2 separate regions of the Hordeum vulgare genome follow, and region 2 is linked to region 1. Evidence: chromatin contacts called from public Hi-C data. All regions are on one chromosome and are shown on one strand. Each heading gives the region's core, a stretch centred on a gene start, on an enhancer-like site or on the middle of the called end of the contact. The rest is flanking DNA. Distances are from core to core; before and after follow the strand shown. Region 1 holds the start of LOC123440155 (sinapine esterase-like). Region 2 holds the start of LOC123444224 (protein PLASTID TRANSCRIPTIONALLY ACTIVE 7).

The links. Hi-C and Micro-C count contacts between places; a contact is called where the count stands out from the background.
Region 2: a contact with region 1 is called in a Hi-C map of leaf, with 2.5 times the contacts expected there. The contact joins the promoter of LOC123444224 here to the promoter of LOC123440155 in region 1. A contact is called at or near these places in 2 of 6 Hi-C or Micro-C datasets (leaf and seedling).

What each region holds. Positions count from the first base shown.
Region 1 is chr3H:455,018,702-455,025,426 of MorexV3_pseudomolecules_assembly, reverse strand. LOC123440155 (sinapine esterase-like) reads right to left here and starts at 1,638. Exons shown (of 4, transcript XM_045116725.1): 1 at 1,310-1,638; 2 at 988-1,236; 3 at 458-874; 4 at 1-367. The coding sequence starts at 1,586. The coding sequence ends at 162.
Region 2 is chr3H:455,191,159-455,198,685 of MorexV3_pseudomolecules_assembly, reverse strand. LOC123444224 (protein PLASTID TRANSCRIPTIONALLY ACTIVE 7) reads left to right here and starts at 1,486. Exons shown (of 4, transcript XM_045120883.1): 1 at 1,486-1,670; 2 at 1,778-1,858; 3 at 2,751-3,103; 4 at 5,897-6,270. The coding sequence starts at 1,539. The coding sequence ends at 3,083.

The DNA of each region.
Region 1 (6,725 bases), core at 389-2,888:
CCTATCTAGATCGGATGGCTCACAATCATCTAAAATAACTTAGTACAAATCTAGACTTCTGAGAGTCAATATCGTTGATGATAACCTCGTACATTTCTCCTGTCCCTTGAGCAATATTCTGTACGATACTTTGACAATCAGATGTAACATGCACTATTGCGCTAGCAGTTATGGTTGCATGTGGACATGATGGGCGGCGCGGCGAACGGGCCGTCGAGCATCCCGCGGGCCATGAGCTTGTACACCGCCTCCGTCATGTGCAGGCCGTCGAAATTTACGTGCCTAGACGGGTCTGGGCACGGCACCGCCGCTGATCCCGAAATGAAGACGGGGTAGCAGGCCTCTAACACCGTTTCCTTGCCGAACCCTGAATGCACACCACGAAAATAATACAGTAAGATCAAAGCCGTTCTGGACATGATGTGTTGCCATGGTAGGATTCTTGCTTAGGGCTTGCCGTTTTGCGTGGGCGCGGTGATGAGGCCGAGGACGTTGTCGTAGGAGTCAACGTAGGTGATGGACACGCTGGGGTGGTCGCGGCGGAGCTTCTCGAGCTTGGCTTCCAGCATGTGGTTGTGGACGAGGATGAGGTCGTTGAGCCTCTGAAGGCAGCCCGTGGCATGGTCGCGGTCGTCGTCGGGGAAGAGGAAGAGGTACAGCGGGGTGCACCCCAGCGGGAAGATACCCGGCACATACATGGTCTTGGCGCCCAGCTCGATCAGAGCCTCGATGGACATAGCGATGGACCTGATGACCTGGGGCACGAGGGGCCTGACCCATTCGAGGGTCTTGTTCTGCAAGAAGGGGTGGTTGTAGTCGTTGAGGCCGATCTCCCCCACCAGGAACAGCGAGCTCGCCATCAACTCCTTCCTCTCTGCATGGCCATGATGCGGTGGTCAGTGCGTTTGCGTAGGCAGCGTAGCCATGGCGCTATGCGTGCACTTAATTGCTCTGGTTTTGTTATCTTCTGTTTGTGGTACACGTTACCTTGGTCCGTGGAGGCGACCATGGCGAGCACTTTCTTGAACCAGCCGATCTGGACGCCGAGGGAGTAAGGGGGGATCGGGCTCGGGGTAAGCAGGTCAACGCTGAGGTTCTTTTTCAGGAAGAAATCCTGGCTCAGCGCCGTGGCGGCCGCAACCGCAAAATTGGCGCCGTACCGGAATTCCTCCGCCGGTAGCTTCCTGGTTGACACCTGCAGGTACGCCGGCCAGTACTGGAACCCCAGCCTCTCCACTGCACGTACGAATTATCATGCATCATGCATGTAAGTACTAAGTAGATGTCGACGTGTCGTCCAAACACTTACCGATGAAGTCGACGATGAGGCGGCCGTCGGACCAACGGCCGGAGGGGCGGCCGAAAAAGGTCTCGCCGTATGGCAGCGCTAGGACGGGCCCTGACGCGGTGGAGTAGTGGATGATGTAGTTGCCTGTGTCAGTTAGAGAGTCGCCGAAGCTGAATAGACGCTTGTAGCAGCTGCTCCGGTTCACAGGCGCAGGCGATGAGGACGCTGTCGTGGACAGGGACAGCGCAAGAAGCGCGGCCACGAAAATCTGCAGAGGCAGAGGCGACGCCACCGCCATTGTGGTGGATGTGGATGGAAAGCAATAGTTTCGACCTCGAGCTAGCCTCAATCAGATCTGCCCTGCTGCCCGGCCAGACTTCAGCGAAGGCTATTTGTAATGTCTTGCGTAGTGCCTAGCTTACTTCTCTCAGCCACATATTTTTTAATCACGATGAGCGCTCTAACTCCGTTTTAAAATAAGTGTCACTAATTTAAGATTTTTTTAATAAGGGTGTGGTTAATTTAGGACTAAATTTTTAACATTTATTTTGAAACAGAAAAAATATATCACTTCACTGTGACTTGATTAAATCTCAGTCCAAGACCTAACCACAACCTTATAAAATCGTCCGTCCCCATCGATCGCATACGGGGACTTCGATTGGTGTTGCCAAAGGGAATGACGTGTGAAGAATTAATTAGGGAATTAATCGATCGATTGATCGATGACGCGCAGTTGACTTGTACAATGTGATCCAGGTACGGGATCGATCGAAGGCATCTCGTTCTTGCACTAGGGTTAGCTAGAGATGATGACATCCCATGTGTCGATGCGGAAATCGATTCAATGTTGCATGAAATATTAGTATTTAAATTAACAATACAAGAATAGAAACTAGAATACACATGTTCGACACGATTTTGGTGAAACTTTGTTATGTTTATATGTACGTACATGCATGTATATGACCAAGAATAGTATGCTGTTTTTTTATCACAAGATCGATAAGAAGGTGGACACACGAGACGGCTGCTAGTATATTATTTGCGGCTGGTGGATCTTTAAAATCTGAAAATAAAATTTCGTGCGGCAGAAGAACACAAGCAGTAGGACTAGAATGCATCCATACATAGTTGATTTTTAACATATACTAGACCGAAGGAGCCGCCTATGCCGAATCCTAATGCCCACAATGTGGCTCACAGTAGCCCTCCGGGTGCTGCGGTGACGCTATGGCGACGAAGATTATTCATCGCTGGAGGAGGAGGAGGTGAGGTCGACCAAGGTAGTATCATACACGACGGCTTCAAGGCGCCACATCGTCATGTTGTCGTTGAAATCGCACGCCTTCGCAAGCCCCCGTCATACACGAAGGCATCGATTTCCTCGTCTCAACGGCAGCGCTGCGGCACCTCCTCCTCGTGCGCACTGCCCGCGATGATGGCCGCCTCGATGGCATTCACATTAGAAGGAGGAAGGAAATCCTCGGGCTCGACGACATCAATGCTCCCCCGCTCCGCCTCCGCCTTTCTCTTCACCGCACGGAGTGGCGGGAGCTCCTCCGGCTCCCTGTTCACCGGAGGGAGAAGCATACCCGAGCTAGCCGACGTGGCGGAGCTGCCCGCGCTGGAGGGGCTTCCCCCGTAGGAGGAGAGTCGAGCTTCCCGCTGGTCGTACTCCTCCATCTCAGGACTAAGGAGGAACGACGACGGCTCAAAGCTATGGTTCGTGTACCACCGGGCGGACCACTTCCTCGTCGCATCGACAACGATGCAGCGCTTCCGCTCGGGGTCGTTTCCACTGTCGGCGCCGCAGCTGGAGCTCCAAATCCCGCTCCACATGGTGGAAGATCTGTCGGCGGCTAGAAACCATAGGGAAAAGGGGGGTATTGCGGCGATGGGGAATATGATTTTGCCCCGTATGGCGGCCGTGGACCCATAGATATACTGGGGGTGGGGGGTTCCGGTCCACTATGAACATTTTTACGGGTCGGGTCGACTATATGGGGTTTGGTGTAACCCAAAAAACAAGCCAAACCCGTATTGCCGTCGGAATTATACGGGCAAGACGTTTTTACAACGTCTACTAGAGATGCTTTAAGGTGTTGCACCCCGCTACAAGCCCAATAGCCCAACGTGCCCTAGACTTATTTTTTTGCAAGAACAAACTTAGTCTTGAACGTGTTGCATACATATGCGATCGACCAGAAAACCTAATCGAACCCTGCTCTTGTGCTTTGCCTCCACCGCCTCTCACCATCATCTCGTGCTAGCTGACCCCGCTCCAACTTATTGTATCCCATACCGGTGTGCTACTAGGGACGTGTTTGGTTGCATGCATACCCTCAGCCAAGACTGTGGGGGAAGGAATTGGTCTGTCTATTTGCGTGGCCCGCATCCAAATCTTGGCCCGCACGAACCCTAAGGAAGTGCTCTGCCAGACCCGCTAGGAACGACTGAATCGACAATTTCCAGCAAGTCAGACTCAAGCAATGCAGGGGTCGGGAACGCCGCGCTGCACAACTATGGGCGGGAGATGGTGGGAGCGATGACACGTCTATGAAAAAGCGGTACGATGAATTCACGTCACACCCCTCCGATTCGACCGCCCTATATAGCCGCGGTAACCGGCGCGACAAAACTCACGCCACAACCCCCTTTCTCGAGGTTTACCTCTCACCCGAATCCACCTCGACGACGAGGTAAGCAACGCAACTATTCCAACAACCGGTTGACTATGGCGGTGGATCCACTCCTCCTGTTCTCCTTCGTGCCACGCACCTCCTCCACAGCTCCTCCGACGGTGTGTGTAAGTTCAATCACCCCCACTCCTCTACTAGTTATAGCTAAATCTGGCGATGTGTGGGGTTAGATCTTCCGATCTGTTTGACTATGATATTGCAGTAGTTAGTTGGGATGGATTTGAAGCATGCTAGGGGTTGTTTCCATGATTGTGTGCTTAGATGTTTATGGATGGATGCTTAGATGTGTGGTATGCTAGTGTGCAAGTGTTGAACAGGATCATCCATATGTGTCCATGATTAATGATGTGTTCTATTGTGTTGATTCATGGTATGATTTGATGGATTTATTACTGCTGTCTTGAACTAGATCATCCATGTGTGCATGTGTTACTATTAGTTCATACTTACTATTAGTTCATATTGTTCATGTGCAATCTGTTGTCCAACATTTACTGCTAGTTCATATTGTCGATTTGTAGTGTGGTGTATTGTTGATGATGCTTATGTATGTTGGGCATGAGCACGCAAGAGTTTACACTGGCACTCGTGCCAGTTCTCGGTGTCCTACGTTGAGGTCTCTCAGCCTAACATTGACCACGTGCCTCTTGTTGAGAGGCTTACGAGGTGCCTCCTACGGTTCCTTCATTTGTATTGGCTCAACCCAATGTTGTAGCTCATGTTGTTGCTCTAACGGTGGCTACAAAGGAGAAGAAGGATGGCAGGGGATGCAACATGAAGTGGTAGTTGTTCCTCTCCACTTTCGTGCTTAACAAGATGTGTGAGGTCATATCTAGTGGAGTGAGGACTGACAAGGGCTTCAAGGAGGTGCACTTGAACGATGTAGCAAAGCAAGTATTCGAGTTTTTTGGATACGAGGTCACCTCAACCCAGGTCTAAAACCACCCGAGGAAGTGGAGAATGAAGTGGATCAATCTCCTCCAAGTTGAGAGACCTCAACGACCCTTCATGGAATGAGAAAATCTGCACAATCCTATTGGGGACAGAGCATGATACTTGTGTTATGCGTTGGGTTTTTCCCCGAAGAGGAGGGAAAGATGCATCAAAGTATAGATAAGTATTTCCGTCAGTGAGAACCAAGGTTATAGAACCAATAGGAGAACCACACAATTTCCCGTCTTCAGGGCCTACACACAAAAGAGCACACACTTGCACCCAAGGAGAGAAAAGGGTTGTCAATCCCCTTGAACTCATTACTTGCAAGCAATGAGTAGTGTAGATGGATAGTTTTATAAATAAAAATAGAAAATAAATAAAATGTAAATAAGAACGATAAGGTATTTTGTATTTTTGTAAATATATATGTGAATAGACCTGGGTCATAGTTTTTTTTAAAGGCTTCTCTCTCATAGAAACCATACGGTGGGTAAACACATTACTGTTGGGCAATTGATAGAAAAGCTTATAGTTATGCAATATTTATTCATCGCAATGATCATTACACATAGACATCACGTCCATAAAGAAGTATACCCACTCCTGCGTGCATCTACTACTGTTACTCCACCCATCGACCGCTATCCACCATGCATCTAGAGTATTAAGTGAAAATAGGGTAATGCTTGGAAAATGATGACATGATGTAGACAAAGTAAATCAAATTAATATGAATGAACCCCGTCGTTTTACCCTTGGTGGTAGCAATACAATACGTGTCATGTACCTTTTTATCACTGGGATTGAGCACCGCAAGATTGAACCCACTACAACACACTTCTCCCATTGAAGATAAATCAATCTAGTTAGCCAAACAATATCGATGGATCGGAGAGAATCACGAAGCTATCATAATCATGCATATATATTAAAGGCCAACAAGGAACTCAATATAACCTCATGAATAATCTCAACATATACCCACAATTCATAGGATCCCAACAAAAGGACACTTAGGTCTATGGTGAAGTACTCACACATCACCAAGGATGATGTAGAGGTCCTCCTTGATTGACCCCCCTCCGACACGGCACCAGAACAAGGCTCCAGATGGGCACTGATAGGACCATTTTGCATCATGATTTCTTATTAGTATTTAAAATGATTCTTGGTTATTATTCCTATTTATGTTACAATTCTTATGACTTTTCTCTCTTAATTTGCAAGGTACATCGCAAAGAGGGAAATTGTCAAAAACTATAATTCTGGACCTGAAAACCAAGAAAAAGGATAACAATTCACTCGACTCCAGATGATATAAAACGTCAAAAGGAATATTTTTGGAATATGTATGAATTTATGGAGAAAAAATATACCAAAGGGGGGCCACCTGTTGGTGTCAAGCAAACATGGCACGCTAACCCCCCTGGGCGCGCCTAATGGCTTAGGTCCACCTCCCAGGTTCACTGACCTCCCTCGTTTGCTATAGTTGGGCTTTGACCTATAAAAAAATAATAAGATAATTTTTGGGACGAAGCGCAGCCGTCTCAGGGAGGAAACCTAGGCAGAGGCCCTTTTTCTCTCCAACAGGGCGATTCTGCCGAGGAAAATTCCCTCAGGGAGGGGGAAATCAAAGCCATCGTCATCACCAACGCTTCCTACTTCATGGGATGACCAATCTTCATCAACATATTCAATAGCACCATCTCATCTCAAACCCTAATTCATCTCTTGTATTCAGTCTTTGTCTCAAAACCTCAGATTGGTACCTGTGGGTTACTAGTAGTGCTGATTACGTC
Region 2 (7,527 bases), core at 237-2,736, 170 kb before region 1:
TGGAAGGCCTCCCTCCGCACGCACGTCGAGCACGTCGCACAGGCGCGACACGTTCTAACGACTATGTGGGTGCACATCTATGGGTTGGGGAGATACATTATTTATCTTCTAGTATATTTTCTTTCCTTTCTATTTTTAAAATCTTCCAAAATTCATAAATGTTTTATTAAACTACAAATTTTTTATTTTTTCAAGAATAATTTTTATTGAAGAATAACTTAAAAAATACAACAAAAAATAAACAAAATTCCTTTATTTGGAAATATGAGATATTTTTGAAATTGATTGAACATTTCCATCTTTCGTCGAGCATTTTCTTAAATATAGTACATTTTTACTGTTAAGAAAAATTACTCTGCACTGTAATTTTTTTAAAGAAAATCGACTAAAAAATCGATCATGAAAACCGCTATGATTCATACCGAGCACCGATATGAGCCAGCCTAGTCACCGACGCACCATACGTTTGCTGATATTCTAATGCATGAAGCGTCAAATAGGGGCTCTCCAATGGTTCATTCGGCCCTTGGGGTTTCAACACTACATCCATCGATGATCAATGTTAGGCCATTTACTTCATTTGGGCTTTGCTGAAAGCCCACATATATGCTTCACCCCATATTCTTCTGTTGTGCATCAAAGTTGGTGGTTCTATTTATCACATAGGTTGGCGGTTGTCGACCAAACGCGCATCCCCTCACTGGTCGCACTTCCAAGTAGCGCTCACTCCATCCACCGGTTTTGGGAAGGTTCTATACCTTTTTTTCATTTTTCATATTTTTTTCCTCTTTCCATAACCTCTTTCATGTTTGTTTTTTCTTTTAGTTTCGTTTTTTCCTTTTTTATTCCTTTCTCACTTTTTATTTTTATTTTTCAAACATATTTTGAATTCATGGACATTTTCTAAAATCATGAAGATTTTTTGAGTTGTGATTTTTTTTGAAATTGTAAATTTTTCTGGAATCACAACCATTTTTTTAGAAATTCTTGACATTTTTGAAATCACAATCAGTTTTACAAACTTTTGAATATTTTTGAAAACCATGAACATTTTTTTTCGAAATTGTGATTGCTTTTTAGTAAATTGTGAACATTTTTAAATCAGGAATGTTTTTCAAATTTGTAATAATTTTTACATGTCACGAATTGTTTCCGAAATCACAAACATGTTTTCTGAAACTCATGAATATGTTTGAATTCATGAACATATTTTCAAATTCTAGAATAATTTTTTGAATTCAAGATTTTTTTTGGAAATCACAGACATTTATCAAATTGAAGAACTAAAATCGAAATCGTGAACACGTTTTGAATTCATGATCTTTTTTAAAATTTCTGAAGATTTTGAAATTCGTTTTTTAAAATCCCAAACATTTTTAATGAAGCCAAAAAGAACAACAGGAAAAAAGTAGCGGCACCCGCGCCGCACATGGGCAGGCCCAAAAGCATGCGCAGGTCGATGAATAAGGTCCCGCAGCGCTTGCTCGTGCCCAAACAGGTCGAGAACTGGATGAGGTAAGAACCTCCCGGTCCAAAAAATGTCCATGGCAATGGCCGCTTCCTTCGCCGCCCGCCACCACCACGGTCACCTCGCCGCCGGCCTCCCCTCCATCCCTCAAGCAAGCGGGAGGACTAGCCGCAGCGGTGGCACCATCTCCATGAAGGCTCAGGTGGAAGCCCGACCCAGGCAACCTACTTCCCTTCCCCTTTTCTTCTCCTCCTCGCCAACTCACGCAATCCTTATCATTTTGTTTCCATTATCTCGTAGAAAAAGCAGAGCAGTGAGCCTGGAAGTGGGAAGGGGGCCGGGGACGGGCGAGTCAGCGGTGGGCGGCGAGTGTGGCGCCGCCGGAAACTGGTATGCGCAACAGCCGAACAAGGCCGGTCTCCTCGTCTCTGCGTGGTTGTTTCTGTTGGAATTAGGACGGTGAAATACGATTGGGCCTAGAACTTTTGCGTCCCTGTTCAGTGGAGTAGGTTGGGCATACTGATGTTCAGGAGACCCGAGAACCATCATTCGGTGTCCATTACCATGTGGTGTACAGTATTTGACAAAATCTAAAACACAGCCACACAGGATAAATGATTGGCTTGTGTTCATCGAAGTTCAGTACAGGGATACATATAGCTCTGCTTGTAACAGAGCCAGACGCACACTGAATCGGAGATACATATAGTTCAGCAAAGGGAGAGTTGTGTGCTTGCTTGTTATGTTATGATAAGTAATGGAATCCGGACCCACTTTGGGAGGTTCTTAAAGAAAATGGAGAGTTGTGTGATGAGATATATATCAATTTTACGCAGGCCCTTTGGTCGTGCTGGGTCATGACCTTGCATTGAATTGCAGTTTTTTCTAAACTTGTCAAATAAGAAGTTGGTGACTCTTATGCTGCAGACTTTCTTTCCAACTGATTTACGCTGCGGTCTTAGACTATGTTTCTTGTAGACAATCCAATCATTGTCATGGGAAGTAGGAACGAGCTGCCTTCTTTTCCTTCTGGGTAAACTGTGTCACACGTCCAGCGCTGCTTGGCCATTTCCGAGCAGTTATGCAGGCATGCAAGCAGCTGTATATCACACATTTGTTGTTTGCATAGGCAATAAAACCGCCATGGGATGAAATCAGTTGAAATGGAAACAATAGGCATTGTTGACATGTATTAGAAACTTTACATTCTTTCCTTATTTCCATCTTATTTGCTAGCACCATCGTGACATCATGCTTAAAAATCCCCTTCCGTTTGTGGCAGACCAAAGAGGATGATATGTTGCGTTACAAGTTGGATCGTATCCCTTTCTTAGAAGAGAAAGTGAGAAAAGTAAGGGAAAATGGGAAGCTTGTGTGCTTGGATATCAACCAGCTCATGTTATCTCAAGAGAATAGGTTTGCATTCACAATGGAGGTGGCAGAAGAAGCTAATGCCTATCTTGAGAAACACAGGCATGAGTATGGATTGAAAAAACCTATACTACATGTGCTCAGTGACCGCATGAATGAAGCTGGATTTTCTCGGCCAGAGGGCTACCTTTATCCTTATCCTATCAAGCCCGGGCCTTATTTCATAAAAGAAGAAGGCAATTGAATAGAATCACATGCTTTATCGTAAGTATATCTCACAACTCACTCTCCAATTACTCTTTACTTCCTTCTCTATGCTTGAATTATTATCCTCAGTTGTATATGTCATGAGTGCGATGAGTGTGCTTTCACACAAGCATGCCCTAGTGTGGGAGAATCTGGGTCTAGTCAGAATCGAGAACAGAACAGAAGAGCACAGAACAGCTTGAGCTCACAAGAAATTATTATCACTGCACCAAATGGCATCATGTATTTGTAGCACTTGGTGCCCTTTAAAATGAACCAGTCCCAACTTCACTTGACTAGACTATTTAGAGGATAAGAGTAATATCTATCCCGCTCTCTGATATATTTGGATATATAAACCATACTGCAGGTGTTTTGAAAATCATACAGGCTTTGCTACCGCGAGTGACTGGTCGCTCATATGACCCGCTTTCATGTAGTAATACCCCACACGGTCATTTGCAGGGATATGTACGAAGGGTCTTAACTCTAGCCATTCCTCCCGGGCCTTCGGCGTGGATCATGCCTAGAGTTTGCACCTCCATAGTCATAGTCCTGAATCTCTGTGAGAATCTTCCTGCTGTGCCCCTGCATTTAGAGCACAGAGAACAAGAATACATGAAATTTAGCATATGAATAGATAGAAGTTATTCTGTTCATCTGGTATTTGTCGATTGAAGCATAAATTGTAGACATATTTCCTCTAGTGAAGCATAAGTTATATAGCAAAAGTGACCAACCGTTAGAGGAAAACATAAAGAGCTAGAAAGTATTAGCTAGCACTCACATATATGTCTATGGAACGGAAATAATGAAACACAACAAGCATTGCGGTCAAAAACTTTGAGATCAACATAGGCAGACCTTTATGAACTTCGGGGGAACAGCATTATCAATTTCTACCACTATGGTTTGGCCTGCATGAAAAAAGAAGTTGTTGTATATATATTTAATGACGTAGTAAAATACTGGGAAGAACAAATAGCAAACACCATACCTGCAGATGCATTGAAGAGAGCAATTAGAAGAATGATGGCGAGTACAAAAGTGGGTTTAGGCATGTTGTTCTCCGCTAGCTGCTAAAGGAGACTTGTTCCCTGGAGGATTGTTGGCGAGAAGCTATTGCGTCTCTGCCCCTTTTATACATGGATGATGGGTTGAGCTGTAGGAAAGAGAGAAAAAAGGTTTTACTTTGGATATGGTCTACCAGTAATGATTGTTCTACAGGATTATCCTGAAACTTGATATCCCACAATACAAGGTCAACTGCATTTGGCTCAAGCTACTTTAAAACCTAACCTGTGTGTTCTTCTTTAAAACGTTTGTGTTAACAGCACCATATTCTTATCATATTGGATGAAATGTCACATATAGCTTCGAATGGTAGATACTAGATAGCAGTAACTAGACTTGAAATTATTCGTAGTCTTCCTCTTGATCAGCTATGCATGGAATGATGGCTTAACTCTGCAAAAGGATTGCCATGATTAGATTATGTCCTAGCCATTTCATGAGCTGAGTATTCCACAAAATACCAATGTTATAGTGATGATAAGGTTCTTACCTCTGCATGTTATAATGGTGCCTATTTGGTGCAATATAGAACCTTAATTGTTGAAGCAGTGAAAATGTACCATTTAACCAAAAATTGATACAGTGCACCACCCATTATCAACTGGCATCTGCTGAGCGAATGGGGCAGGCAACAGTAAGTGGGTTGGGTGCATACTGACAGCTGTCACGGTGTTCTAGAGGAGAGTGGAGTGAGAAAATTACAATGAAAATGTAGGGAACTGCAGTGCAAGCGCAACAGTGCTCCCACTAACAGATCCATCGGTCAAAAGGAAATAAGAGCTGGCCCATTGTCTTGTGGGGATCCCCTTTGAGATCTTCACTATCTAGCATTGTTCATAAGATTGGCGTATGCGCATATATTTTTTGTTGATTTGCCTTGCTATGCATCTACCATGTCCTTCTGCTACATATGCATTTACCCGCTCCTTTTATGGTTGGTTCTGTGACCTAACCACTCACATATCCACCATGCTACTAGCTTTGCAAATTGCCAGGATCACAGCCAACATGCAGGTGTGTTGTTGGCCGCTCATTATGTCATCCTAGGCAGCGAGCACCTCTGTGAAGTTGACCATGTGCTTGTTGGTTTGCGGTGTTGTGACGTGTGAGGGCCAAATGCATGCAACAGGACAGCAATTGCAGAGTCACTGCTTTTTTATCCTACCATAGACCAGCCACTACTTCGTTACAGTCGCAAGTGCAGTAGGATTTTAGAAATTGACAATCCCACTACTTTTGCTACTATCATGTATGACAGCACATACTAAAGTCTTTCTTGAAACAACATAACTACACACGTAAAGAAGCTATGGCATGACCTGCCTGAAATGTCAACATCCCACCAGAGTGCACGTGGTTTGTAATCAAGAATCACAGGCTATGTATGCAAGGTTGGTTTCAAAGCAAATAATTAATCGGTGGTTGTGATGTAACACCTTTTGGATGCAAACATTTTTTGTATCATCCATTTTGGATACAACCTTGGTAGTTTAGCACAGGCTGCAAAAAGTCGGTCCATAGCTTTTACTGGTCGGTGCTTGACTTTCTCTGTGTCCGTAATTCTGATAGCGAAATACCAGGAGGTCAGTATATGGCCCACTTAATGCTTTCTTTGTGGTTTTCTTATTGGAGGCAATATTTTTGTTCTCAAGAAATCACTAGGTGAAGTTGGGCAAGCAACATCATCAAGGCACATTGCATGCCTAAGTTCTAACCTTTCATCATTACATTTTGCAGGATCAAGGAACACTAGTTTGGGGGGCGTCCTGACAGAATGGAGCGGTCTGCAGGGCTCCTAGTTTTTCTTGTATACACTACGCAGTTGAGGGGGAGTTTGAAAGATCTGGAGCAACTTACAAAATCAAATTTAAGATGCGTTTTGTCCCCAGAGCTCTGAAGTTTTGCACCCAGACCTCCATGTTAGTAACAATATTAAGCGAAGGTAGCCTGATCTTTCTTGACTGTCGTCTGTGTGGTTCTTCAGTGCTGACATGGGATTGGGATGCTGAGATTCGCCGAACAAGATCTACTGGCCCATTTTATTGTTGTCTTGAAATATTTATATAGATATTATTGAGATATTTACAATAAATTTACCTCTTTCCAATTAACAGGGGCGTCAGCCCTCGCCTCCATTTAATTGAAACCAAACGAAAGAAGGTTCATTCCATAACCAAAGAGAAAGGCCCTCAGCATTGCTCCACGAGTCTACAGGAAAAAATAAAAGTTCCTGTAGGGCATGGATTTTTGCCACAAGATGCATTTTTCAGGAGCACACAACGTGTCATGGGATTCTTCAGAAGGAAATCTAGTAAGCCTTTCCGGCAAAGGTAAGCTGCTCCAATTTCTGTTTTCCAGGAAGGAGCACTGTTCAGACTGTTGCGGCTTGTCAGAAGGAAATCTAGTAAGCCTTTTCGGCCAAGGTAAGCTGCTCTAATTTCTGTTTTCCAGGAAGGAGCACTGTTCAGACTGTTGCGGCTTGTCAATCCGGCTCCAGGAAAAGAAAAATCTGGCTCCAGGGATTCTTTCAAGTTTCAACTGTTTGATGAGCAGATCCTGAAACCACCCCAGATCCCCTCCAGGCCTTGTTCGGTTTCATAGGATTTCAAGGGGTTTGAAGGGATTGGAAGGGATTAAATCCCTAGTAAGTCAAAATCCACCTCAAACCCTTCCAATACCCTTCAATTCCCTTATGGTGGGGATTAACCGAACAAGCCCCCAAAAAGATCCTTGAGGCCTTGTTCGGTTCCATAAATTTTCAAGGGGTTTGAAGGGGATTGGAGAGCAATAAAGCTTTTTCAGCTATTTGTAATTCGCGATTTAATCACGAAACGCGCCACTTCTAATGTCAGGATTGCTAAGAGTATGTTCCCATTCACTTGTTAAGGAAATGGCTATCAAGAACGAATTAACCCTTTATCCATTTTTTCTTTTTAAATACCCCCTTCCCGGGGGAAAGAAGAATAGTAAAAAAGATATGGAGTGCACTAGAAAAAATTTGCATTATTTCCTTCCTCTATTCATGCAGAATTGCTCATGAACTAATACCCCACTCTTTCCATTTATTAATTGAATTCCTATAACAAAACAAGTACCAAGTGTTTTATTCCAAGATTAAGTTATTACTGAACAAAGAAAAATTTGGAATATATTATAAAGGATGAGATCAATTCAGAAGCGCTTTTTCTTATTCTAGCAGACGGAATTCCTTTGGTCTAATTTAGGACTTTCAAATCTATTTTATTTTACCTAATTCTATCTATGCCCCAGGGGCTAGGAACAGAACAAAACAGTCCTTTCCTTTTTCTGATCATAGAGAAGCCGTATGAAGCTAAGGTTTCATGTACGGTTTTGAAATAGCGGTGGGA